Linked DNA regions of Mus musculus: region 1 is linked to region 2. A link is a contact called in public Hi-C data. All regions are on one chromosome and are shown on one strand. Each heading gives the region's core, a stretch centred on a gene start, on an enhancer-like site or on the middle of the called end of the contact. The rest is flanking DNA. Distances are from core to core; before and after follow the strand shown. Region 1 overlaps Gabra5 (gamma-aminobutyric acid (GABA) A receptor, subunit alpha 5). Region 2 overlaps Oca2 (oculocutaneous albinism II).

Region 1 (7,576 bases), core at 3,077-5,576, 1.2 Mb after region 2:
TCCAATGTCATCGGAATCTTAAGAATGAAAATGGTGAACAAGGGCTCATGTCACTTGTGTAGTGATGAGACAAAGATACCATAGTCCTAGTCTGTTGGGAGAGGTGAATGTTCCAAACACTCCCTAGCTTCTCTATAAGGAGACGAGTGTTAAGAGCTGGAGAGACTCCAGGACAAAGCACTTTCTTGCAATGCCTATAGCCCTAAGTTCCATCCACAACACCACAAATAAGGAGGTAAAATCATTCATAGACTCAGAGCGAAGTGTATGTCATTACCCATGGATCACTCCTCAGTAGGTTTTGTTTTGATTATTTTCCCCAATAGCATGCATTGTTGTAGAGTATGTGTGCCTCTAGGTAAAAGGAGCTTTTGAAAAGTCTAAGTGGGGCCACAGGTTAAGAGAACCTGTACATGGCTGTCTGGAGTAGGAGCTCTCCATTCTGTTTCTGTGCTCTACCCTCTGTCCTCATGACTGCTTGCAGTTATACTATGCCATAGAATTCTGAGGGAAAAGAGTTGGTCATTAGGACATGCCTGGCTTAGGAGTAGCCCTTGTATGTATCTTATAATCAATCCTCTTCACACAGGGTTCCCTGAATTGATTTTTACTACCTATTGTCACCTGTTTATAGGCTGAGTTACTCTATCTATATACTATGTCCCATTTCTCATCCCTTCTTGTCCCTCTTCTTAGCAACATTCTCAGGTAAACAATTCATGTGACTGCATATTCATTCCGTAGGTTGTATATACTTCTAGACTTGCTGGTCCCTATGTTGAGAACACCCTGGTAGTTGTATCCTCCTGCCATTGTTCATTTCAGCCTTGCTGTCTCTATATGAACTCATGCTGTCCCTCACTCATTACTGCATCCTCAGCATGCCCCCTCCATCACTGTGATCTGACAGCTGGGCAGGCAGCTGCTCCCAGACATGCTCAGCGTGAAACACTGTGATGTGACTAAATGGATGGAGCAAGTATCAGGGAGCAAGGAAAGGGTGGATGTAAAGGGCTGAGGCAGCAACAACAGGATCGAGAAGCAGATAAACCAGTGGCCCAGGGAACTACTATGTTTTTTAACATGAACTGACAGATAGACCAAGCAGCTCAAATGGATATCTGCCTCAGGAGATGAAAGTCCACTCCCCCAGTGCACAGTATGCATACAAAGAGTCGCATACTCTTACAAAGTTGTAAGCCATACCATACGTGGCTATTTGAATAGGTTTGGTCCCCATAGATTCATGTGTTTGGATGCTTGGCCCATTGGGAATGGCAATATTAGGAGGTGTGGCCTTGTTAGAGGAAGTGTGTCACTATGCGAGTGGGTTTTGAGGTCTCCTATGCCTAAGCTCTGCCCAGTGGAATCAGACACTGGTCCTGGCTGCTGGCAGAATAGTCTCCTTCTGCTGCCTTCAGATCAAGATGTAGAACTCTTGGCTCCTCCACCAGCATGCCTGCCTACACACTGCCATACTTCCTACCAAAAATATATCAAATTCCATACAGCAAATGCTTATATACCACACTACTCACTCTCCTACACACCCCCACACCCATACATACTTACCTATCTACCCATATACTCACACACTCAAGATCTCCTATTCTAGCCATCCTCAGTGTGTTCTAAGCTCAATTGTGCACCATCAAAGCACAGAACAGAGAAGGTTAACAGAAGGGCTTCCTTCCAGTTTTCTGAGCATTTTAGGTTTCAGAGCTGTGTAGAACAGGTTGCGTACTTTGAGCTGATGGCACACAGTGGACATAGGCATACTCCTCAGACAGGTCTTCACTCAACCTTGCTTGGAATGGCTAGCACTTGTCACTTATCACATGTAGCTACCCAAAGGACCTATGACCACCCTCCCCCATTGCTGGGGCTCAGTCTCTGTAGGTCAGTATCTAGGGAAATGTCTTACAGTGCACTCTCTGTGAAGTCAAACACAAATGTTACTTGGGATGTACTTTTCCCTGTGCCAGACAGTTTCATTTAGCTGTCCCAAAGACAACCTACATAAAATTTAGAGCAGAATTTCTGTCATTTGCTGTGAAAGCCTGGTAGCTTTCATATGTCCTTGCTTATCCCTTTCCCCCTTTCCAGGTACTTCCTTTGGGAATGATAACATTTTGAAGCCAGCATTAATTTTAACACCTTCTGATACACTGACCGCTTCACCTCTTTACCAAATTTGTTAGCTCCTCAAAGAGAAGACATGGTCCCTTTCTCCCACATCCCTGGAGCCTATCCTCTTCTCTTGTCTGGATGCATCACCCCCAATGTCTGCCCTTTGGATGGTGATCCCACAGGACACTATCTCCACAAAACAGCAGGTTCTTTGCTTCAATCCCAGTGAGTGTTGATGCTCTCTCTCACCAGCCTGGCCTGTACATATCTCAAAGGTGCAGAGTTCTGGATAACCATGATTAGCCTTCTCTTAAGTATTGAAGGCCATGTCTTCTCTTGGACCTGGTATCAGACAGCTTACACAGAAGGCTGTTGCTGGCCTCTGCCAATTCAAAGGGCAATCCTCTTCTCCTATGTTCTTCTTAATGTTTTTGAGTACTATCAGAGGGAAACAACCCATGATCATTGACTGGCCTTACTAACAACACTGTGTGGGATACTGTGGAAAAACTTAGCTTATGGTGGAAAGAAATCAAACTTCAATTATCAAAATTAGCCATGTATTATTCTTCTGCTAGATGTCTATGAATGTACTCACAGTTCATTCGGATATTCATGTTTGAAATGCTTTAGAAAAACCCCTTCATGTTAACAGAATGTAGTATCAAAGCTTTAATGTTCCTCAAAATACTCTAAGACGACACCTTGATCTAAAAACTCTAAAACTCCCTTTGAATCTCAGATGTATGGCTTTTTGTATGCTCATATGACTAGCACAAAGCCACTGAGACTACTGCCTGTGACATGTGTGTATGGCCATGATCAGGACTTGACTCTCAAATCTGCCTGAATTTCCAATAGATCTTGGTAGAGTGACATGAATTAGCCTAAAGTGCCTAGTTCTGTTCACAGTTAGCAACTGGCTGCTTGAAATGTGGTGTCTTATTCAGTGTCTTGTTGCTGTGAAGAGACACCATGTCCCAAAGCAACGTTTATAAGGACAACATTTAATTGGGGCTGGCTTAAAGTTTCAGAGATTCAGTCAATTAATATCACGGTGGGAGCATGGAATCATGCAGGCAGACATGATGCTGGAGGAGCCAAGAGTTATACATCTTGATCTGAAGGCAACCAGGAGAGATACTCTCTATTCCACACTGGGTGGGGCTTGAGCATAGAACCTCAAAGCCCACCTTCACAGTGACAGATTGTATTCAATAAGCCTATGCCTACTCTAACAAGGCCATTCTTCCTAATAGTGGCACTCCCAGGGCCAAGCATATTCAAATCACCACATGTGGTAAATACACTGGAGAGCAGAACCACTGAATTCAGTTTTCTTTAGTTTCTCAAGATTCATAATTTGACTTTACTCTTTTAAAAGTGTGTGTGTTGGGGGGGCACAGGGGTGAGTGATGGGTATGTGTTCTAGCCTGTATGTACTCTCCTAGGCTAAAAGATGGCCTCAGATTCTCCAAGGCTGGAGCTACATGAGATTATCAGCTGTCTATTGTAGATATTATGAACCAACTCTGGTTCTCAGCCAGAGTAAGACACTCTGTTAACCACCAAGCCATCTAATCCCATCTTTACTTTATAAATGCTATAGAAGGCTGGTCTGTAGTGCATCTAGGAAAAACCAATTAAAAAAAAACCTTGAGATTTGAATTTTTTTAAGGAACAGGAAAGGAGGCATGTCCGACTCTGCAACATACCTCTTCATCAGCACCAAGGGCATGCTTAGTCATTTTCAGGTAAATTTCAAAATCTCCCAGCCACTCCTCCCATCGATCATTTGGCTGACATTTATAGGTCATCTCAGGCTCAGGAGGCATGGATGGAATGCAGATAGCGCTGTGCATGACATATACTCATCAATTTCTAACAACTAAAATGCCTAGCCACATCCTTAATTTGTTAAATTCATGAGGCCGGATTCTTTGTGTTTTTCTACAGTATGGGAGGTTAGGACTTTTCAGCAACCTTTGACCTTGACACAGAACTCTGGTGTTGCCACTGCCTAGAAAGCAGGCACAGTCCAGTTGCACACCAGTGAACCAGTGATGACCAAGGCTGGCTCCCTCAGGTGCTCTCCAGAATCCTAGCATCTTATTTCCCCTGAAAGCCCTTCAGTGAAACCTGCTGCAGTGCTGCTAACTCAGCATCTGGCTCCTCAAGCTGGCCTACTTTCCCCTCCATGTATGTATTCATGGCACCATCTAGTGGCTGTGATTTTCAGCCCTGTTGTCTAACTAGAGAGCACTACCCAAGTTTCTTGGGATTTATATAGAACAGGCAGGTGGGCTGTTGGCTTTCCTAGATAAATGTGTCCCTATAGTTCATCATGATCTGCTTACCTTTTCTATGGATGGAGATAATGCTATCACAAATTCCACCATGAGTTTTTATTTCTGAAACACCTCGTGCAAAAGAGAACCATATAAGGTTCTGTGAATTAGTAAGAGACCAGCTCAGATGGTTCCTTCTATTCAGGCATAACTGTCTGCCAGGGAATTTTCTTCTGAAGCTGGGACTAAAAGACTGAAGCTGAAACCCTGACGAGCTTGAGACCCAGCACTGACCACCTTCTTTCCCACTAGACATTCCCTAGAACCTCGAGGAGGTTGCAGTCCTATGTTTAAGAAGATCCTCAATAGGCAGGGAATGCCATGATAGCAGCCAGACAAGAGCAACACATTAAGCTGAGATGATCCATAGCCTTGGAGATGGGGTGAGTCTAGGCAGACAAACAGGTAAGAACAGTGCAATTGTGCATCTTCTCAAATGCCCAAAGCACTGATGGGCTACACTGAATGGATGCATTGACTATGGAATCACAGGACACCCAGAAGGATTCTAGACTTATTTTTCAGAACAAGAAATATATATATGTGAGAGTTGCATTCTTAGAATTCCTTTGTTTTCACATTGTTTTCATCAAATATAAGCTCAAATCTTCACATAACTGGAAGAAACTAATCATTGAGCAGATTTGCAAAGAAAACAAGAATCATATATTTGTGTTTCTGTGTGGTTTTGTGTTTGTGTCTATTTGTATGTTTGTGTGTCTGTGTATCTTTATACATTTGTATATTTTTATGTTTGTGCATTTGCCTGTCTGTCTATGTGTGTTTTCAGAAACTGTATGACTACTTACAGATTTAGTAATACACTGTTTGGTGACATGTGAATCATAGAAAAAGTGAAGAAGGAAATGAAAAACTTCCTAGAAATAAATTTAACTGAAAGTTCAACTTATTAGAACTTTTTAATGACAAATTGATGGGAATAGTAAAAACTAAGTTTATAGCTATGAACGCCTACAATGAAAGTCAGGTGTAAGGGAGAACATGGGATTCTGTACTTATAACTCCAGCAGTAGAAAGGTCGAGCCAGGAAGGTGGACTTTAGTTTACACACATACAGTGAAAAGCTATTTTTAAAAGTAGAGCAAAATAAAAACCAGAAAGATCACAAGTAAATTATTTATAATACACACCAAGGTAGTATTAAAATATATAAGCTGAACTTAAGGTAGTAGGCACTAAGAAATAAGGAAAATCAGTCAGAAGATAATAGAATGAAGATGAAAATAAAACCTCAAAGACCTAATAAAGCAAAATAGAAACTCCAACCCTAAACACCAGTTCCACAGACAGAAACAATCTATCATCCCTACTGGGACTTATTTTCCCACTTAATCCTACAAAACCCACCACTGAAAGGAGAAAGAGGACTTACCATTTCCTAATAAAAATCTAAAAGAAAAACTCAACCAATGAACTAGTTCTACAATTACAAGTCCCAGTACAGAAGACAAACTTCATAAGAAACAAAGACATCATATCATCTTCACAAATTGTTACTTCCAAAATGATAGTATCTAATGAAATGATTAATAGACAAAAAATACAAAGCCGAAAGGGCCTGAAATGATGTATTCCAAGTTCTGGAAGACCACCATTATTAACTCAATTATTTTTCTCTGCAAAAACTAACTGTTAAAATTGAAGGTTAAAATGAAAACCTTTCATGATAGCAATAGGTAAAGAAACTTGTGGCTACTTGTGTCTGAAGACAAAGAGAAATAGATCACAAGCATAAATTAGAGTTCATGGAAGAGGTCTAAGAACACATCACAAAATGATAAGTTGACAAGAATTAAGAGACATCATTCAAAGTAATTCTTAATATTAACAGTCTCAATTAGATAAAAAAAAAATAGACACACAGACCAGCAGACTGCATCAGTGAACAGGATCGATCTTATTGTTGCCACCAAGAAATTTACCTCACCATACATGTTAGGCACCACTTTTAATACTTTACCCAGTATTGGACAAGGGTATTCCAAGCAAATGAAACCAAGAAATAGCAGTCGCAGCTATTCTTACATGGGAAAATAGACTTCCAAGACGGCTCACTTCATACTCACTGAAGGAATGAATCAATGAAAAGGGTATTCCAATCCTAAACATAGATTCACCAAACACAGGTGAACCCAATTCCATACAAGCAACGCTAACAAATTTAAAAGCACAGAGTATCTCCAAGACACTGATAGTGGGTGACTTCAATACCCCAGTCTCACCAATACACAGGACATCTATAAAAACAAAACAAAACAAAACAAAACAAAAAAAACAAAACAAAACAAAACAAAACAGAGATTCTCTGGAGTTGAATTACATCATAAATTAAATGGACCTAACAAACATTTACAGAATATCTCACCCAAACTCTAAATACACTAATTTCTTTTCAGCAGCCCATAAAATATTTTTGAAGTCAATTACATATTATGACATAAAACAAATCTTAGTAAAAATAGGAAACGAATATAACATCCTTCATCATATCTGACCACAATGGAACAAATTTGAATATCAACAATAGGAACTACAGGAAGGGCATAAACTCATGGAAACTAAACAAGACAGTATGAAGGATCATTGGGTTAGGAAAGAAATCAAAATGGAAATTTGAAATTTTGTAGAATTGAATGAAAATGAATATACAAAATATCAAAATCCATAGGAATAAGTGAAGATAGTCCTAAGAGGAAATGTTATAGCAAAATTTTCTCAGATATATCAAATTAATAACTTAATGATTCACCCTTGTAAAACCCAAGAACAAATAACACCCCCAAAAAGTATAAAGTAAAACACAATGAAAGCCAGAGATTAGTAAAATAGAATTAAGAGAAAAAAATACAGTGAAATAAAGATATAGTTCCTTGACAAGATTGACAGACCTTTAGCCAAATTAGTGAGAGGGGGGAGGAGGGGAGGGGAGGAAGAGGGGAGAAGAGGAGAGGAGAGGAGACGAGAGGAGAGGAGAGGAGAGGAGAGGAGAGGAGAGGAGAGGAGAGGAGAGGAGAGGAGAGGTAGGTCCCCAAACTAGAGATAAGAAGGAAGATATTGCAATAGACACTAATTCAGAG
Region 2 (7,269 bases), core at 2,819-5,318:
TATCAGGATCAGATGAAACCACTTCAGGACATCCCTTGGGTTATTTATAGCTCTGACTGTATAGTGGAGGTAGAGCTTATTGGCAGTTCCTCAGTGTCATATTTCTTATCCTTGTAAAGTTGTCCTCCCTGAAAGCAAGAAGAACAAAGTTGGAGCAACCCTTCTGACTCTCATACTTTGATCTCTAACTGGGCCTTGGCCTTGGAGAATTCCTCAGCAGAGCATACTAAAAATTCTGCCACAGCTAAGGTTCAGCAGACTGAATAAAATCACATTTTAAAAAAGGCTTAGACAGTCTTAATGAAAAGGAGTTCACAGCATAAAGGAGATAATATATTTTCCAGATATCCACCTTGGGTTCCTTTTGGCTAGGAACACAAAGGTTTTTTCCTTTACCCCCTTATCAAACAGAGGCAAAGTTAGGCAGTCTTTTTGTGAGGCCTGGCTTCACTGTTCAGGTCTTTTTGTATTTGGCTCATGCATTTATGTAGCGTTTGGTTTAAAAGCTAGTTCTGATCTTGTGCACCAGTCCAATGCCCCATATCTTCCTAATTTTATTCTGCCTGTAACCAATCTCCAGACACAGTCTGGCCTGTATATCTGTAATTCCTCACTGCTTGCTAGGTCTGACTGTCTGAATTACCTCTCCTGGACCCCCCACGGTCTTTAGATTTAGTTCAGATGTTCCCACGTCCCTGGTCTAGTCTGGGGAGCCCTGCCTATACTCTCCTCAACCCAAGGCTCGTGCCAGGTTGATACCTGTATACCATACCAATTCAAGTACCCTCTTGATCTTATTGAAGCCCACCATGCCTAACTTCCAGGCCTGTCCCAGACCTCAAATCCTCTGTACCAGCCCAACTTGGTGAGTTCACCTGACCCTTCTCTGCCTTCAATTTCTTTAATCCCCATACCTTCCCTAGGCTTATAACTAGGGTCCTGGCTCAGACAGGTAAGCCCTACCTATGCCATACCCATCCTTCAGATTTGGGCTGGGTGGTATATCTTAATGCTAGTCTTTTGTGTCCACATTAGACTTACAACCAAATGTCCAAATGCCCAGGTCTCATTGCAAAACCACAAACACCATGGAAGATTAAGATAATAAGCACATCCCTTACAAAATCTATCAGTCTTGTAGAAATGTTTTTCAGGAGAGAAATACCTAGTTGAGCCCCCGCCCCGCAAGATCAGGAACGTAAAAAGACAATCATAAACATAATCACAGAATTAAGAAGTTTAAGGATGACACAAAGAAAAAGATCAAGAAAGTTAAAGAGAATAAATGCCTGAGAGACGCCCAGGAAACACAGATCTAGGTTGAAGGAAATGACAAAACAACCCAGGACTTGAAAACTGAATTCAGTAAGGATGTAGAAATACTGAAGAAAACTCAAGATGAAATGAAGGTGTGGTTGAAAAGCTCGACAACCCAATTAAAAAAACCCAGGGCAAGCCTTACAAGCAGAAGAATGGATCAAGCAGAAGACAAGAATATCAGGACTCAAAGATAAAGTAGAGGAACTAGACCATTCAAGCAAAGAAAATGAAAAAAAAAAAAGACCTAGAAAAAGGCTATGCAGGAATGACAGGGCATTGTGAAAAGACCAAATTCTTCAAATTATAGGCATGAGTGAAGGAGAAGAATCTCAGGTCACTAATCAAAGAAGAAAATTTCCCCAAACTAAAGAAAGCAATACTCATACAGATACAAGAAGCACACAGAACACCAGACAGACAAGATAAAAAAAAAAAACCCTCTTTTGCATATCATAGCTAAAGCACTGAATACACGGGATAAAGCAAGAGTATTGGAAGCTCTGATAGGAAAAACCATACACATCACATACAAGGCAAATCTGTCAGAGCAGCAACTTTTCTTTTTTTCAAAATAGAAACCCTAAAGCTATATGAGCCAGGAACAACACACTCCAAGTTCTAAAATATCACGAGTGCCAACCTAGATTACCAGAAGCAGTAAAACTATTTGCCATAGTTGAAGGAGAGATAAAAACTTTCCATGACACAAATGGGCTAAAAGAAATCATGTTCACCAAGCTATTATACCTCAGCATAATGAAGGCTATATATTACAAACTCACACCCATCATTATCCTAAGTGGAGAAATCTTGAAGCAACATTAAAATCAGAAATGAGAAAGGGGTATCCACTGTCTCTACTCTTTTTCAATATAGTACTTGAAACATAATCTGGAATAAAGCAATACGAGAAGAAAATTAAAGGAGTACAAATAGCAAAAAGTCAAATTATTCGTAATTGTATATGGTGTGATATTATATAGAAGAGATTCCAAAAATGGTACCAGACTTCTAGAAATGGTGGACACTTTTATTAAAGTGGTAGAATACAAAATCAATAGTCCTTGTATGTATTACAACAGACATGCTGAGAAGTAATCATGGACACACTAAAATGCATACTATTCCCAAAGAAAGGAAAACATCTAGAAGTAAACCTAAGACCTCTACAATGAAAAGTTTAAATCTCTGAAGATAGAGATTGAGGAAGTGTCTAGCATTTTGAAAGCCCTCTGCTGTACATTGATTGATAGAATTAATATCATGAAAAGTAGCCATTCTATAAAAAGTAATTTATAGCTTCTATGTAATCTCAATAACAAAAAATCCTCACAACTTTATTCACAGAAATAGAAAAAAGATTCTAAAATTCATATGGAACCACAAAAGATCATAGATAGCCAAAGCAATCCTAAGCAAAAAGAACAATGTTTGTAGAATTACTATTCTAGATTTCAAGAGATAAAAAAACAGTATAGTATTAGCATGGAAACAGACATGTAGACCAATGGAACAAGATAGCAGAACAGAAAAATAAGCAGCTGTCTAATATTTAACAATGTTGCCAAAAAACATACACTGAAGAAAGACAGCATCCTCAAATAAATAGTGCTGGAAAAATTGGAAATCCATACTTTACACAAAATCAACTTCAAATGGGTCAGAAAGCTTAGTGTGCCTCTCACAATGTCAAAACTGCTAAAGGAAACATAGGTGGTATCCTACAAGGGATGGGTATAGAAAAGAGCTTTCTGACTGGGACTTAATTTGTCTGAACCATTGTTTACACCAATAGTGAACAAACAGGATCTCATGAAAGTAAAAAGAGTTTGTACAACAAATCAATTAATCAGGTAAGGAAGAAGCCCAGAGAAAAAAATCTTTGCCAGGTATATATTTAATAGGGGATTAATATCTAGAATATATAAAGAGAAAAAAAAGAAAAGAAAAGAAAAAAAGAAAAAAAAGTCAACAAAACAAACCACCCAAATTAAAAACGAACTTGTCTCTGAACATAGTTTCCCCCAAAGAAGGAACAAAAATGACCAAGAAATATCTCAAAAAGTATTCAACATCCTTAATAATTAGGGAAATGAAATTTAAAACTACTTTGAAATTCCCTCTTCTAGTCACAATGGTCAACTTCAGGAAAACAACTGACAAGTGTCAGCAAGGATATGGAGAAAGGGAACCCTCATTAACTCTTGGTGAGATTGCAAACTGGTGTAGCCACTGTGGATATCAGTGTGGAAAATCTCAATAAACTAAAAAAAGATTAATTATTCAACTCAGTTACACCACAAGATGGCATATTTTCAGAGGACTCATGTCCTATTTCATAAATACTTGCTTAGTTAATGGTCATTGCCATCCTATTAACAATAGCCAGAAAATGAATGACCTTACATGTTCTTCAACTGATGACTGAGTAAAAAATGCTGTACAATTATACAATGGGATAATGTATAGAAACGTACTCTTCTATCTGTAAGTAAGTGTGGCTTTCATTCCTTATCAAGAAGCTTCTCTTTGTAACATATGGAGACTATTACAGGCAGCCTATTCAGCTGTAAAGAAAAAATGAAATCATGAAGTTTGCTCATAAGTGAATGTAACTAGAAAATATTTTTAGTAAGATGACCCAGAGATTCAAGTGCCACATGTTCTCTAATTTGTGGTTCCTAGCTCCAGATCTTTAGATGTGAGCATATAACCATAGTAACCATAGAAACCAGGAATGTTAAATAGGATTGTGGAGTGGGCTCTTGAGAGAGGAACAGCACGAGTCAAATGATATAAAGAGGGAAGTGGGGGAGAGGCTTTAGCTCCCTCAACTTTGAAAAATCTACAAGGAATCTTGCTATTTCATACTTACCCAAATTGTATATGAGATATATAATACATGCCTATCATATATACTAAATAAAAAAGAAATATGCAGACATATGTACATACATACATATGCATATGTTAAATGAAGTTAGGCTACTTGGAGTGGCAGTGCTTTCCCCAAGACTCATACACTGTCTTATGAAATCCCCAGTACCAGGCATGGTCAGGGCAAGCAATCTAAGCTATTGCATTTGCTCTTGTTTGCATCCCCAAAGTTGAAGTTCAGAACTCAGAAGAATCGAGCTAGATCTGAGCTGGCTTTTCAATACCAAACGGTCACTTCCAAAACATATACATACAAGCAACATAGACTCAGAAGATTGGAATGTGAGTGTGTGTGTGTGTGTGTGTATGTAGTAATGATAATTAAAGAAAAGGAGGCCATGAGTTTGAGAGAGAACATGGAAGATAGGGGACATGTAAGAGGTTTGAGGGAAGAGGGAAATCATGTACTTGTATTTTTCCTTTCCTTTCCTTTCCTTTCCTTTCCTTTCCTTTCCTTTCCTTTCCTTTCCTTTCCTTTCCTTTCCTTTCCTTTCCTTTCCTTTCCTTTCCTTTCCTTTCCTTTCCTTTCCTTTCCTTTCCTTTCCTCTCTCTCTCTCTTTCTCTCTCTCTTTCTTTTTTTGTGGCACATGCCTTTTTTTATTGGATATTTTCCTTATTTACATTTCAAATGTTTTCCCTTTTCCAGGTCTCCTTTTCAGAAACCCCCATCCCCTCCCCTCCCTGCCTCTATGAGGGTGCCCCCCTTCTATCTTCTCTCCCTGGCATTTCCCTACACTGGAGCATGGAACCCCCTCAGGCCCAAGGGCCTCTCCTCCCACTGATGTCTAATAAGGCCATCCTTTGCCACATATGCAGCTGGAGCAATGGGTCCCTCCATGTGTACTCTTTGGTTTGTGGTACAGTTGCTGGGAGTTCCAGAGGGTGGCCTGGCCGGTTGACGCTGTTGTTCCCTCTATGGGGCTGCAATCCCCCTCATCTCCTTCAATCCCTTCTCCAATGCTGTTGGTGCGAGCATTTGCCTCTGTATTTGTCATCCACATTTTGGTCTTTTTTCTTCTTGGACTTCATATGGTCTGTGAATTGAATCTTGGATATTCTGAACTTTTGGGCTTATATCTACTTGTCAGTGAGTACATACCATGCGTGTTCTTTTGTGACTGAGTTACCACACATTAGGGCAGAAAAGCAGCCTCTAGAAGTGACAGACACAATGGACTAGGGATTCCATGTGGCTGCAACCTAATACAAGTGCTTTGGAGAGAAGAGGCCCGGGGAAGGTAATTAGGGTCTTATGAGGCAACCCCACACTCCAAAGACAACTGTTACAGAAACTGCCTAGCCATTTACAGGTTCTGGAACCTTCCTCTTAGCTTTTCCAGCTCCATGTTTTTTAGCACCCACTCATACCCCTCATAGTTCCATGTTCTAGAATCTACCAGTATCCATCATAGTTCCAAGTTCTAGAAACCACCAGTATCTGTCACAGTTCTGTGGTCTAGAACTACTACTATTCCCCACAGTTCAATATTCGAGCACTCATCTCAATCCCTTACAACAATGTCAGCCCCAACCCCTCCCAGGACCATGTTACAGCAGGCAAACTCCATCATCACTCTGAGTCCCATGTTCCAGAACTGAGTACCCTAGTCATTCAGTTTCATGGTCCAGTGCCTGATCTCTATTAGTCAGAATCCCACATTCTAGACACTAACCCCAATTCCTCCCTCCCTCATTTTAAAGCCCCTATACCCAATACCCCCGAGTCCAGTTTTTCAGAATTCCTCTCAGAGCATTACAGTTCTATGTTCCTACATGGACTCATGTGTATGGTGCAATTACCCAAGCTCCTTAGGCACATCTGCCCTCTTTAATGTAGCAGGTGAGTCCCTCTCTTTATAATGTAGAAGCCATATATTGTCTTCTTATTTCGTCCACTAGCTGTTCAAGGTCTTCAGTTATGCCTTAAGGCCTTTGTCACATATTTTATTGATTTTTTTTAAACCTCTGTAGCACTCTGCTTTGGATCACTTCATATTTTAGTATATCAGGCAATGTCTTTCAATGGCATACTATTGACTTTGCTGTAGCTTTCCAGGCTCTGCTCTGCATAGGATGCAGGGTTTTTAGGTCTGCAGAGTTGTTCTCACATAAAGGACAGTGCTACAGAGACACGAAGGCAGATTCATGGCACGTCCAACTCTCTCCACCCTCGGGATTTGTAGGGGGTATATTTATGTATTTATGCTTTAGCATAGCTGATATTACATTCATATAAGTACTACATATGAGGCCTGCAGCTCTCAGAAAAGCACTGTTACTATGATCCTTTTGTACTAGGGTATACCTGATAGTAGGTGAGGAGATGGTCTTCCAGTGCTGACAGTCAAAGGATTTTGGTTGCCAAAGCCTAGGGACTGTACTAACATTAGGCTTACAGCTCTGATCTCTAAGGCGAAATAACCTGGATCCATGGGATGTTCTTTAGTGATCAGGTCCTAAGGGGATGGCGACCAAGAGATGAGGATATAAGAGGATAGGAAAGTTTGGGGCTTAACATAGGAAGTCTTGCATAAGCTATAACGGATACCAAATAAGTTTATTAAGAAGCACAGCATCTTATGTACAGTTTTAATGGGAGGAATGGGATCAAGCCAGCATAAATTGCATCAAGCAATGTTGCTCAAAGAGAATACAGAATATCTCCCGGGCCTTAGAGACAGAGCACATGGTTTTGGGACTGATAATGCTAGTCTCTTCAGGGGGGAAAGAAAAATTCACAGGAACCTTAATATCTTTGAGGTCCTGGTCCCAGCTTCAGACTGGCTCTTGATAAGTCTGCCTTTGGGCAAGGACCCAGAACTAGGCTCTTTTTTGTCCTTTCACCAAGACCTCTGTGAAAGCTTTGGTTTGGTATGGCTCTCAACAACTAAAGGCATCAGACAACAATTCAAGTCTTTAGGAGATGTTTCCAGCTCTGTATGAGATACACGGAGGCTTAGGGATGAGGCTATAATCCTAGCATTCCTGGGAACTTTACAGCTATTGTAGTCC

Evidence for each region. A called contact is a pair of places that touch in the nucleus more often than the background predicts.
Region 1: a contact with region 2 is called in a Hi-C map of cortical neurons, with 4 times the contacts expected there. The contact joins two enhancer-like sites. A contact is called at or near these places in 45 of 484 Hi-C or Micro-C datasets (the 3T3-L1 cell line, the AML12 cell line, the AtT-20 cell line and 28 more) and 2 of 115 datasets of contacts at active chromatin or transcription factors (SST interneurons and astrocytes).

The regions. Positions count from the first base shown.
Region 1 is chr7:57,470,020-57,477,595 of GRCm38.p6, forward strand. All of the region lies in intron 6 of Gabra5 (gamma-aminobutyric acid (GABA) A receptor, subunit alpha 5), which reads right to left. Among named protein-coding and RNA genes, the nearest start is that of Gabra5, 36 kb to the right of the region's middle. Within about 2 kb of position 4,327, at least 8 of the 459 cell types and tissues checked have an H3K27ac peak or open chromatin away from gene starts, as enhancers often do. A contact at or near this core is called in cortical neurons, where this site is marked.
Region 2 is chr7:56,300,538-56,307,806 of GRCm38.p6, forward strand. All of the region lies in intron 9 of Oca2 (oculocutaneous albinism II), which reads left to right. Among named protein-coding and RNA genes, the nearest start is that of Oca2, 64 kb to the left of the region's middle. Within about 2 kb of position 4,069, at least 5 of the 459 cell types and tissues checked have an H3K27ac peak or open chromatin away from gene starts, as enhancers often do. A contact at or near this core is called in cortical neurons, where this site is marked.